4 separate regions of the Sus scrofa genome follow, and all the other regions are linked to region 1. The links are chromatin contacts, called in public Hi-C and HiChIP or PLAC-seq maps. All regions are on one chromosome and are shown on one strand. Each heading gives the region's core, a stretch centred on a gene start, on an enhancer-like site or on the middle of the called end of the contact. The rest is flanking DNA. Distances are from core to core; before and after follow the strand shown.

Evidence for each region. Hi-C and Micro-C count contacts between places; a contact is called where the count stands out from the background. HiChIP or PLAC-seq counts read pairs in DNA pulled down with a chosen protein or histone mark.
Region 2: an H3K27ac HiChIP or PLAC-seq map of skeletal muscle shows a contact between it and region 1. The contact joins two enhancer-like sites. A contact is called at or near these places in 1 of 47 Hi-C or Micro-C datasets (embryonic fibroblasts) and 2 of 2 datasets of contacts at active chromatin or transcription factors (alveolar macrophages and skeletal muscle).
Region 3: a contact with region 1 is called in a Hi-C map of skeletal muscle, with 4 times the contacts expected there. The contact joins the promoter of BCL6 here to the enhancer-like site in region 1. A contact is called at or near these places in 3 of 5 promoter capture datasets (fetal liver, liver and skeletal muscle), 12 of 47 Hi-C or Micro-C datasets (embryonic fibroblasts, epiblast stem cells, fetal skeletal muscle and 6 more) and 2 of 2 datasets of contacts at active chromatin or transcription factors (alveolar macrophages and skeletal muscle).
Region 4: a contact with region 1 is called in an H3K27ac HiChIP or PLAC-seq map of skeletal muscle. The contact joins two enhancer-like sites. A contact is called at or near these places in 1 of 47 Hi-C or Micro-C datasets (embryonic fibroblasts) and 1 of 2 datasets of contacts at active chromatin or transcription factors (skeletal muscle).

The regions. Positions count from the first base shown.
Region 1 is chr13:125,884,400-125,887,293 of Sscrofa11.1, forward strand. The region is part of intron 2 of LPP (lipoma-preferred partner); the gene reads left to right. Among named protein-coding and RNA genes, the nearest start is that of LPP, 100 kb to the left of the region's middle. Within about 2 kb of position 1,327, at least 12 of the 83 cell types and tissues checked have an H3K27ac peak or open chromatin away from gene starts, as enhancers often do. A contact at or near this core is called in fetal liver, fetal skeletal muscle, liver and 1 more, where this site is marked.
Region 2 is chr13:126,367,401-126,370,100 of Sscrofa11.1, forward strand. All of the region lies in intron 8 of LPP (lipoma-preferred partner), which reads left to right. Among named protein-coding and RNA genes, the nearest start is that of MIR28, 87 kb to the left of the region's middle. Within about 2 kb of position 1,286, at least 7 of the 83 cell types and tissues checked have an H3K27ac peak or open chromatin away from gene starts, as enhancers often do. A contact at or near this core is called in skeletal muscle, where this site is marked.
Region 3 is chr13:125,388,311-125,391,217 of Sscrofa11.1, forward strand. It overlaps BCL6 (B-cell CLL/lymphoma 6), which reads right to left and starts at 1,553. Exons shown (of 8, transcript NM_001315701.1): 1 at 1,393-1,553. The coding sequence starts at 1,553.
Region 4 is chr13:126,143,248-126,145,947 of Sscrofa11.1, forward strand. The region is part of intron 5 of LPP (lipoma-preferred partner); the gene reads left to right. Among named protein-coding and RNA genes, the nearest start is that of MIR28, 140 kb to the right of the region's middle. Within about 2 kb of position 1,399, at least 5 of the 83 cell types and tissues checked have an H3K27ac peak or open chromatin away from gene starts, as enhancers often do. A contact at or near this core is called in skeletal muscle, where this site is marked.

The sequences.
Region 1 (2,894 bases), core at 77-2,576:
CAGTTCTTTTATTTGCTGTCTTGCTTTCCTGCGAGCATTTTATCCAGACTTTTAGCAATGACTCCCAGTCCTGGCTGCACAGTAAAATCACCTGGGGAGATTTTAATTATAACCATCCCTGGGTCCTGCCTTCTAGATATTCTGATTTAAATGGGTGGGGATGGGACCCTAGGTCTCAGCATTAAAAAAAAAAAAAAAAAAGCATTTCAGAGGATTCCAATGTTCAGCCATAATCAGTGCTTTAATGACAGAAAAGCTCTCTCTTTAGTCTTTCGTTGATATGTATACCTTCTTCTGATCCCAGCGAACCCTCAGTCTTATTCTATCAAGAGGCAGAATTTACACACCAAAAATATTCGTGCCTTTTTTGAGGTGTCTTTGACTTTGGAGAGGGTGCTACAGGAATGGATATAGATGCTGATATCAGTGGCGTTAGGATGGGAATGAGCCACTTTGGTTAGGATCATTGGGAGCAACCAAAAGAAAGAACTTTGGTTTTGCTATCTTCCTTCCTAATTCATTCTCCCTTCATCACCCTCCTGCCCCCATACCAGATTTTCAGCATTGAAGTAGTGTGTTTTCTAGTTTGGTGTATTCATAGTCACATCCAACAATTTTACTCCTGAGCCTATTGTGGCTTATTTACACTAGTTGGATATATGTTTATAGCCTCGTTACTTTTTGTTCACTGACTTAATTTACTACTACATGGAAGAGAATGGTTTCAATTGAGGAGATGACTATGTACACAGTACACATACAGAGGGACTCCATCTTGCTTTGGTGGAAGTATACCCAGACTCTCAGCCTGGCACTCTGAGTTCTTTCCATCATCTGATGCCAGTCTTTCTCTCTAGAATTAAGGCCACTCTTTACTGTCCCTGGGCTCCAGCCAGCTGAACTGTACCCTGGGCCAGGATCTGCCTGATCCCAGCCTTTGTTCCCTTCTTACCCTGGTGAAACATTACCTCTGTCCCTCATCCCAGTGGCTAGAAATAACCTTTTCTTTCCTAGAACCCCACACTGCTTTGAGTGGGAACACTTTTAGAACTTGTCGCATTGTACCTTGAGCTATTCTTATTTATGCGTGTGTGTAATTCTTCCCCTCTGTAAGCTTCTAGAGGGTGGGGCAGCCCCAATTCTGATGTCTCCTGCGGTGCCAAGAATATTGGAGGCATTCCCTAAATGTTTTTTGAATAAATGTGTTACTTTTAGCTCAATTCAGCAGTTGTCAAAAATTAACCTCAAGAGATGTTGGTAGCTTTGGTGAACATTTGGAGAGGTCTACTGTGATGGAGTGAAATCCGGTGACCTAGTTACAGAATATCCCCTGCAGGCTCCCTGGCGAGGAAGGCTCATGTTTAAACTCTGTGAAAGAAGAGCCTTGGCTTATTTATGGCAGTGGTTGTTTACGTGTCTTTTAAAATGACCACTCCCCTCCCCCCTTTTAAAGTATAAAAGCAATGCGTTCTCATGCAGGAAAATTGGAAATTTCAGAGGGCTAAAGAAGAAAATAAAAACCACCTCTAATACCTTCTCTTATTATTAATAAAACCTGTTCTATTTTAACAGTACATGATAATGCAGGGTGCTGTATTTGGAGGAGAGAGTTTGCTTTTTTTTTTTTTTTTTTTTCCTTTTGGCTTTTTAGGGCCATACCTGCTGCTTACAGAAGTTCCCAGGCTAGGGGTACAATAGGAGCTACGGCTGCTGGCCTACACCACAGGCACAGCAATGTGGGATCTGAGCCATGTCTTCGACCACAGCTCACAGCTTAACCCACTGAGCAAGGCCAGGCATTGAACCCATATTCTTTTAGATCCTAGTTGGGTTCGTTACCACTGAGCCATGACCAGAACTCCCAGAGCTTGCTTTTTTGTATTTTTTATAACTTGTGTCAGGTTCGGTGTGTCCAGTGGGTGGGCTATAGTTGTTATTATGTGGGCTGTTTTTATCATCATCATCATTACTGAAACTAAACCAAAATAGATATTGCCACCATTGGTACAGCTCAAGAAGGTCTTCACTGGCTGCACTGTGGTTGAGCACTGTACATTTACAAGTGCTTGTACTCTTTTTTTTTTTTTTTTAAACAACTGTCTCAACAACAGCCACATAGATGACATTGGATGAAGCCAGTGTTTCGTAAGACAGTGTGTCTGGAGTATGGTGGTGAGATTTTGGGGTGGCCACTGGAGGGGGCCAGGTGGCAGGCCTGGCTAAGGGCAGTGAGAGGGGCTGGAAACACGTCCTATGAGAGGCCTCCATGGCTCTTGCTCCTTTATTGGAAGATGCTCTGAGCCTACAGCAATCACTTCATCTTGGTGTACAGTCCATTGTCCTTGCAATATTTTCACCCACAGTAATGGATTTTTACTAGTTATGCAAAAAGAGGAGGGGGTAATTTTAAAGATTGAGGGACCCCCTCTCACAGTGTATTGTGTGTATACCAGATGAAGCTGTTGGGGAAGTAAGATTTGTGTTTAGAAAGCATGTTTGGGCAAATGCATGGGCTGGTGGGTGTGGTTTTATTTTTATTTTTTCTCTCTTTTTAAGTTTTTATCTTGTTCACTTTTATTTTTAAGTAGTTTTATTATTTTTTTAGAAAATGTTTTCTGAGCACCAGAGAAAATTCGAACAATGAAGAAAAGTACGAAGAAGAGAATAGAAATCTCTCCAAATTCATTCTTTAGTGAAAATTATTGTTGAAGTTTTGGAAAACACGTTTTAAAATCTCTCTTTTTGTGTGTGTATGTATATATGTGTATATATGCGTGTGTGTGTGTGTGTGTGTGTAGTATAGATACAGGCATACCCATATTTACATGAATGAGTAATTGCAGGCTTTTCTATGATGTACCTTTTCACTAAACAACATGGCTTGAAAACATTTT
Region 2 (2,700 bases), core at 36-2,535, 480 kb after region 1:
CTAGCAAAATCAAAATAGAAATTTACATTTAGAAAATAAAATGGGAAAAAAATCTTTATGAAGAAGCAACAAAAACAAAATACCTAGGTAAACCTTTAAAAGGGTAAATGATCTAAGTGAAGAATGCTATAAAATTTTACAGGGATAATTAACTCAGGAGCAAAATGATTGGAGGATTGAATATGCTTTGGAAAGCACCTCTCACTTTAACAGGCATTTATATCATCACCCTGTAATTATACAACAGCTCAACTTTCAGTGGGAGAATAGTTACTGCACTGTCCTTTGCTGATGGATTTTATTTAGCCTTTTCCCCTATAGAGCCCCTAGCCCTTTGCTGATTTTCATTACTGCCCACCACATCCCTGCAGGCTATACGGCCCTCCCTGGAAAGGGTAGTAAGGCTCCCACCTGGAAGAAGATGGCCCAGAATAATAGAGACCTAGCCAGACATACCTTTTGCCACAGTCTGCTATCCCAAACTCTACTTTTTTCTCTTGTCATAGAGATAGAATGCTTTTTAAGAGCCAGGAGGAACCTTAGAAATTCAATAACGTCATTTTATAGCTGAGAAAACCTAAAGCCTGAGAAAGCTGACTGATTTGCCTGAGGTTATATGGTTTATTAATGTCAGAGGCAGGAATAGAAACCATGAGCCTTGATGATGCCTTCAAAGAACTGCTTTCTTTGGGACTGACATGAGAGGTTTAACCATATGTGACTACAGGGCCCAGAGTAACATCCCTAGAAAATACTGGATTGCATAAATTTTGGTTGGAGAGTTTAGACATAAGACAGAAGTTGCTTCAGCCCTAACCAGAATGGAGAGTCTCAGATTTCCAGGTTACATGCCTCTGAAACTTTATGCTAGAACTTTCCCACTGCCCTAGTTTGTTTATTTTTAAATCAAGCATGAACTCACCACTTGGTGTTTGCCAGAGTTTGGATGAATGTCAGCATCAGGCCGCTGTAATAATGGTTTAAGATTATTTAATCCTATTACTTATACACTTCATTAGGCTGAGTGAATTGTTGGCAGTGGTTCAGTAAACTTCCTACTTTAGAGATAGATAAAAGGTTGGAAAGAAAATGGGGAAGGAGTCTGTTCCTTGTTTTCTTTCATATTTATCCTATATCTCCTAAAGGATGAAGGAATGATAATTACTCAGTACAGTGCAAAATCTGTATTAGTAGGGTCTTTTTAACTGGACTGTACCCTCAGAACCGAAAAATGAATACATTTTCGATTAGAATTAAAGATTTGGGCAGAGGAGATAGAGGGAGGAAAGGAGAGAGAGAGAGAGAGAGTGTGTGTGTGTGTGTGTGTGTGTGAGAGAGAGAGAGAGAGAGAGAGATTATGCTTTCAAACTGATCTTAAAAATAAACCAGAAAATAAGTTGGAAGAGTCCTAAGTAAGATATTCAATCTTTCATTTAGGGGGCCTGAGATGAGGCAGCAAATATTTTTAGAGAAAGAATATGGAATTTAACTTCAGACACTAGTCTGCATTCACTTCATTTCTTTTAGCTTAAATTTCCTCACAAATAGAATGAAAATGGTATTTCTTACCCCAGTGGCTAAGTGAGGGTTCAGAGAGGCTGATGGGGCTGAATAAAACTCAAAGTGTGGAGGCTCTGAGCAGTAAATAACTGCATAGACTGAGGCTCAGGAACATATGTACAGAACCTGCAGAAGAGAAGTTTGTGTAGCTTGAATCCCCAAAGGACAGTTATTCTTCCATGTTTCAGTCTCCAGAATGTTATCTGCACACTGCTGGTTTGAGAGCTTGAAGAGTCTGAGGACCAGTCACCAGTCATGAGCCTCAGGGAGCTTGGTTTTCCCAAAATGTGCCAGAGGCCACCTGCTTTGGAATCACCCTGAAGTCCTCATTAAAAACAAAATTCTGGACTACTCCCCAGAATTCCTGCACAAGAAGCCAGGAAGTTAGCATTGTTTATAAGGCTCTTGGAGAAGGTTCCTTTGCACACCCAGATTTGAGATCTATGTGCCTAGACCTCCAGCCCAGCTCGTGTAAGAAGCAGTCCTGAAACACTTCACTTTTACCCCACACGCCTCTCCTCCACATTCCTTTTACAATACTGGGCCAAACTGGACACTTCTCCCAGACATTGCTATCTTAGCCTTCTCTCTCTGTGCCCAGCCTGCTGTCTGCCTTGTACCTTTCTCCATCTCCACCATTTGAAAATCTATCTCATCCAACCTTAAAAAAGCTTTCCTGGAACTTCCCTAAATAGATGGGGCCTTTTCTGAACATGCAAGGCTTTTATTTCTCCCTCTCTCATAGGTTTTAACCTTCTACAATTGGTGTTATAGCCATTTGAGATTTTTGGCATATTCCCTTATGAATTTGAAACCATTATTGGGGTGGGGGTTATCACATTTTATTCTTTTTTTCTTTCCCTTAGTTCTTGTCCCAACGGGTGTGCCTCTGGTTGCTTTGATATTTATTTGGGGCGGGTGGCTGGAGGGGAATTGGGTTTCCATTTAGATCCCAGTGTCTCCTAAGAGAGTCTTTGACTCTTTGTCCTTTGCTGTACCTTGGATTTGGGACTCTATGTGTGTATAAGAAGCAGAGAAGAGAACTTGGCTTGGGGAGCCTGTCAGCAGTCATTGCTGAAATGTAAATGTAAAAAATTGAAAAGAAGGATGTGAGAGTGAAGCCAGCTGTCTTGCTTCCAG
Region 3 (2,907 bases), core at 303-2,802, 500 kb before region 1:
CACACTGTCTTGTGTTCCTTACAACCTTGCCAAGGATAGTAGACTCTCTCCTTGTCTCCCTTTACAAATGGGGAAACTGAGATCAGAGGAGTCAAGTGATTTTCCCAAAGTCACAGAACCTGGATTCCTTTTAGTCTTAACTTCATGGATTACCAGAGCTAAATTTAGCACTCATTTGTAGTAACTATTTTAGTCTCTATCTTTGGGATAAGCATTTTCCTTCTTGTTCCAATACATTACCCTTAATTTTAAATTCTTAGTGTTTGTTTTAGAAGCCAGTTGGGTGTTGATAACAAATAAATAAAATGACGCCTGCCATCTATGGTTTACTGACTCTCTAAAAGTCCATAGACTATTACAAGATCCATATTCCAAGGAGAGCCAAGTCAAAGTCAAGCCATGCCTCCAGGAACCATGATGTCTGGAAGAGGAAAGAGCACTCAGTTAGAGGCCAGAATTCTCGACTGACATCTGAATTCTGCTCCTTCTGAGCGAGCAGCCAGAAATGAACTGGACTTCACCCCGTAAGTAGCTATGCAACCTTGGGTAAGTTACATCACTGCTCTGCACCTTGCTTTCCTTATCTGCCCAGCACGAAACATGCTGTCTATCTTACAGGGTTGTGGCAGGAATGAAAATGTAAAAGGGACAGAATGATGCCTGGCACATGGTAAGCACTTGGTGAGCATTATCTATTCTTTTTATCTCTCTATAAACCTCTGTTCTCTCTGCTGGTAAAAAAAAAAAAAAAAAAAAAAAAAAAGTGCTCGTTGTAGGTGTTGAATAAGCCTCTACTAGCAATTGGGATCCTTGGCTCTACATCAGTTCACCTATGAATGTCTTCATTTTATCATCTACAAAACAGAGCTAGTCATGCCACCTACAACACAGGCCACTAGGAAGATCCAGGGAGATGATGTAACATAAAACTGCTCTGAACCCTTGGAATACTTGTCAATCACTTTCACCAACTTACATATGCTCTGAAAGACCTGTGGAAGTATAGTCACGGCATAAAATAAAAATCACAGGAAAATAAAAGAGCAAAAGATTTCAAATTAACTTGCTTAAAATATTTTATAACTCTCTTTCACTTTTCATTATTTCACTGGTTCACTGAAGTCATTCACCAGATTTGCCCCAAACACATCTCTGGAGATGGTATATGATTTCTTCTCCTCTATTCCCACCGAATAGAAATGCTTTCTTTTCTAAAAGTGTGGTCATTCATTTGCTTCCTGGGAACCCACCCTGCCAGGACAGTGCTAAAGATCTGGAGACACAGGAGACGTGATCCCAAACCCGGAATGGGGCCCCCACGCTCCGCACTGGCAGCCGGCACTAGCATACCCCTTACAGCCATCATCTGCCTTCTGCTTCCAGATCCCTCACCTGCAGGCCATGAGGACCGTCTTATGGGCTCTAAACTGCTCTCGGCTCACCACTATGACAACATCAGTCAAGATGTCGCGGCTCCGGAGGCGATTAAGGTTGAGAAGAACGTCGCTGGCATGGCGGGTGAACTGGATACAGCTGTCAGCCGGCGAGGCCATTTTTCCTTCACCTGAAAGAAAAGGTTAAAATCCTGTTACTCCTCCAGGACCTAGTTCCTTCTTCCCAGGAGTGTCAGAGCAGGTGGGCCAGCCTGCTCCCTTGTGTTTGCTTTTGAACAGTTCATGACCCATGTCTGGACACTGCTCTCCACGTCTATAAAAATGAGATAATAATCTTTATCCAATTTGTTAATAGAAACCCCTATAAGGGAAAGAGGAGGGAATGAATATTGGATGAATGTTTTCGGTTTGTTTGTTTGTTTTTTTTTTCCCAGATACCAGCATTGAGAGGCAATGAGTATGACAGAGGAGAGAAGGCACGCTTTGAAGGTTAGCATGTTGGCCATACCTTTTGCAAGCTGTGTGACTTGGAGCAGCTTGTTTTATGGTTTCTGGGCTTGAGTTTCCCCCAAATGGGAGTAGTAATACCCATGGGGTTGTAAAAATTAGTGGAATTTCTCATAAATCACAGCTATTCTCATCAGTATCTCATTTCATTATCCTAGCTACCATCTGTCTCTCCTCTACCAGGCTTCAGAATTATTTGAATGTATCTTGAGCACCAAGCACATTGCTGGTACACAGTAGGTGGTGAAATTAGCGTGAACCAAGAACTGAGTAAGGAAATGAATGATCACACAACAGTGTTAAGATAGTCCAATGCCAGGGTAAAGGGGTTGGGGGCAGGGCTGGCTGTGATGGAGAGGCAACACACTCTCCTTTATCTCATCTAAGGAAAAGTGGCACTGTTCACAGAAACACACGCATTGGCAAATTTGAAAGAAACAGTTTCTCCACAAAATTTTAAAGCATATAATTCAATTTACTTACCCAATGCCTTGATTCACAGTCCAAAATTTTGCTTAAAACCTGCAGGGAAGAGAAAAAAGCAAACAGAAATTGATTTAATGAATGTAAGATTGTCCACTATAGTCTTATTTTAGGACACACATATTTAGTTTTACTTTGATAGCTGCAGCCTGCCAGCTGGTGCGGTTTTACCACAAGCTAGCACACATTTTTTCCAGCTCGGCTCTTACGGAAACAACAGGCACTCGAAGCTATGCAATAATAATGTTTTTTACCCCGAGTATTGGGAATACGATTTCATACATCCATACACACACACACACACACACACACACACACACACATGTATTTCTTTTCTCAAAGTAAGAAATGTATGCCGTTGGGTTTATGGTAAAGAAAAAAAAAAAGAAAAACTATTCTTTCGATATTAATGAGAATGATCCTTCAGAGGCCTAAAAACTCAGGCCACTTTTCAAAATCTGCTAAAATATTATCCTTCAAGTCTTCAAATGATTCCACAAGGCCAACAGGGTCAATCTCTTTA
Region 4 (2,700 bases), core at 149-2,648, 260 kb after region 1:
ACAAGGAAATTGAGATTTATTGTTCAGTCAGTTCCAATTACCTGTTGTGTTGCAGAGGAAAGCAGCTAAACAGGATGTTGGCTTGTAACACCATCAAGGTGGAATCAACCTCAAAGGAGACCGTGTCAGAGCAGTGTTCAATGCCTGAACTTCTACCAAGTGAGTCACTTGTGAGAAGAGGCCTTGATGCAGATAGAATCAAGGTGCCACATTATATCTGATCACAGAAATGTTAATGCAGAAGAACAAACTGGCTTTGATCTTCATGGGATTGCAGGCTGAGGAATAAAGAGGGAGGTGTATTTCTAAAGGTCATCTCTACAACTTATGAGAAAATGCTTCTGTGTGGCTGCATATCAAGAATAGGAAGTGAGCATATTTGAAGGAAGACTGCAAGCTGTTTTCCATGTGTGAATTTCACATGTGTGTTTGTGTGTATGTGTCTTCACATATGCCTGTGGGTTTCTGGAAGTGTTTAGCATCCTGAATACTCATTTCTTCTGTGTTGTAGCTGATAACATCTAACGTCCAGTGTGGTGCATGGAGAGGAAAAAGCTTCTATCTCCTGCTTTAGATGTAAATTAGATAACTTTTTTTTTTTTCAAAAAAGGTGTGCCATTTCAAAATGACTTCTTTCCTGACTTGAAAGTAGAATTGGCAACAGTGAAATGATCTCTACACAAACTCAGAAAGGATATCTTTTGAACAAGTAGTAGTTGAATTTCATACCAAACTAGAAAATGTTAAGAAATTTGAGGTGGATTGTTGTTTATACGGGTAAACTAGGAGAGCCCACAGGGATGAAGCTGTTTGTCTGAGGTCATGCAGTAGGTCAGTGGCACTGCCAAGACTGGAACCATCATCACCTGACTCCTATTTCTTTCTAGTCCAGCACAGCTGCCTCCCAAGTTTAATAGTCTATGACTCACAGTCCAAATCTATGGTGACATATAATATGTTACTTTGATTCTAAATCAACAAGCCACTTTTAGAAGTGCTTACACTGTTACATCACTTTCTATGCTATTGGATTCTTCAAGTTGAGTCTTATTTCTAGAACTCCAACAAGAGTAACAAGAGGAGCCATTTATTCATTATCACGACAACTATGTATTAAACACTTGTTGGGTGACAAGTCTCCTCTAGAGAGTGAGGGTGCAGCTATGAATAAAACAGAATGTATTTCCTTAAATGGTTACTTTTCCTCTGGAGAGAGGCATCATAAGCAGATAAACAAGTAAACATTTACGTCTGATAGAAATAAGTGCTGTAGAGAAAAATAAAGCAGACAAAAGGAGAGGGAATGCTTTGGTTGGAGTGGATTAATTGTGGCTGCTTTATATAAGGCAGTTAGAGCAGGCTTTATGAGGAGGTGATATCTGAGCAGAAATCTCAGATAGGTGAGGGAGTGAGCCATGCAGATATTTGGAACAGGAGAAAGCGTGTTCCAGACAGAGGAAGTATGAAAGCACTGGGAGAGGAACCTGGCTGGCACCTGGCTTATTTGAGAAAGACTGAAGTAGCCAAGTAAAGCTGGAGTTGAGTGATCTACAGGGAACGAGAAAAGATAAGGGCAGGAGGTACCAAGAACCATTACCTCGTCATGTGATCAAACTTACATTAGCGATCCCTCTGGCAGCTTTATGGAGGATAGAATGTAGGCTAGAAATGATAGTTGGTGGGCAGGTATGGGGCACCTGCTAAGAAGTAGTGAGGTTCCAGATATATTTTGATGGTAATGTCAAGTTTTGGGGACAGATTAGATGTAGAATATGAGAGCAAAGGAAGATTCCAGGGGGATTGCTAGGTTTTTACTAGGTAATGAGAAGAATGGAGATTCAATTTGGTGAGGTGTCAGGAGGACAGCAAGACAGTTTTGTGGTTTATTCTTTTTTTTTTTTTATGAGAATTTGATCAGCAATTTGGTTTTAGGTATGTTAGATTAGAGCTGACCTTTAGCCTTCCAAATAGCAGTTGGGTAGACAGTTACATATTTGAGTCTGGGGTTCAAGGATGAAGTGTTGACTTAATATAGACTTGGTTAGAAATGAGTAGATCCAAATTTAAAATTTTGATACTGAGTGACATTATCTAAAATAGTGGATTATGCCCTTGGGCCAAGATTTTGATATCTCTTGGAGACACCTAGGAACCATTAGAGATGTCATGAACAGTGATAATGAGGTGGAAGGAGAATCAAGAGACAGAGCCTTCCAAAGATATAGGGAAAAAGCACTTCAGGAGTGAGTGAAGGATAAGTTAACTGCTCTGTGGATCAGCTGCCATGAAGATTAAAAATCAGACCACTTGGGAGTTCCCATGGTAGATCAGTGGTAATGAACTTAACTAGTATCCATGAGAACATGGGTTTGATCCCTGGCTTTCCTCAGTGGGTCGGGAATCCAGTTTTGTCATGAGCTGTGATGTAGGTTGGCTTAGATCCTGTGTCACTGTGTCTGTGGTGTAGGCCAGAAGCTGCAGTTCCGATTCGACCCCTAGCCTGGGAACTTTCATATGCCGTGGGTGTGGCCCTAAAAAGACCAAAAAAAAAAAATCGGACCACTGGATTTACATCTTTGATGGTTGTTGCATAAAAACAAACAGTTCTCACCACTCTTCTGAGCTCTTGGCTCACGCTTGTTTTTCCTTTTCCTTTGTCTAGGTGAAATCAACACTAAATAATCATTAAATACAAGACTA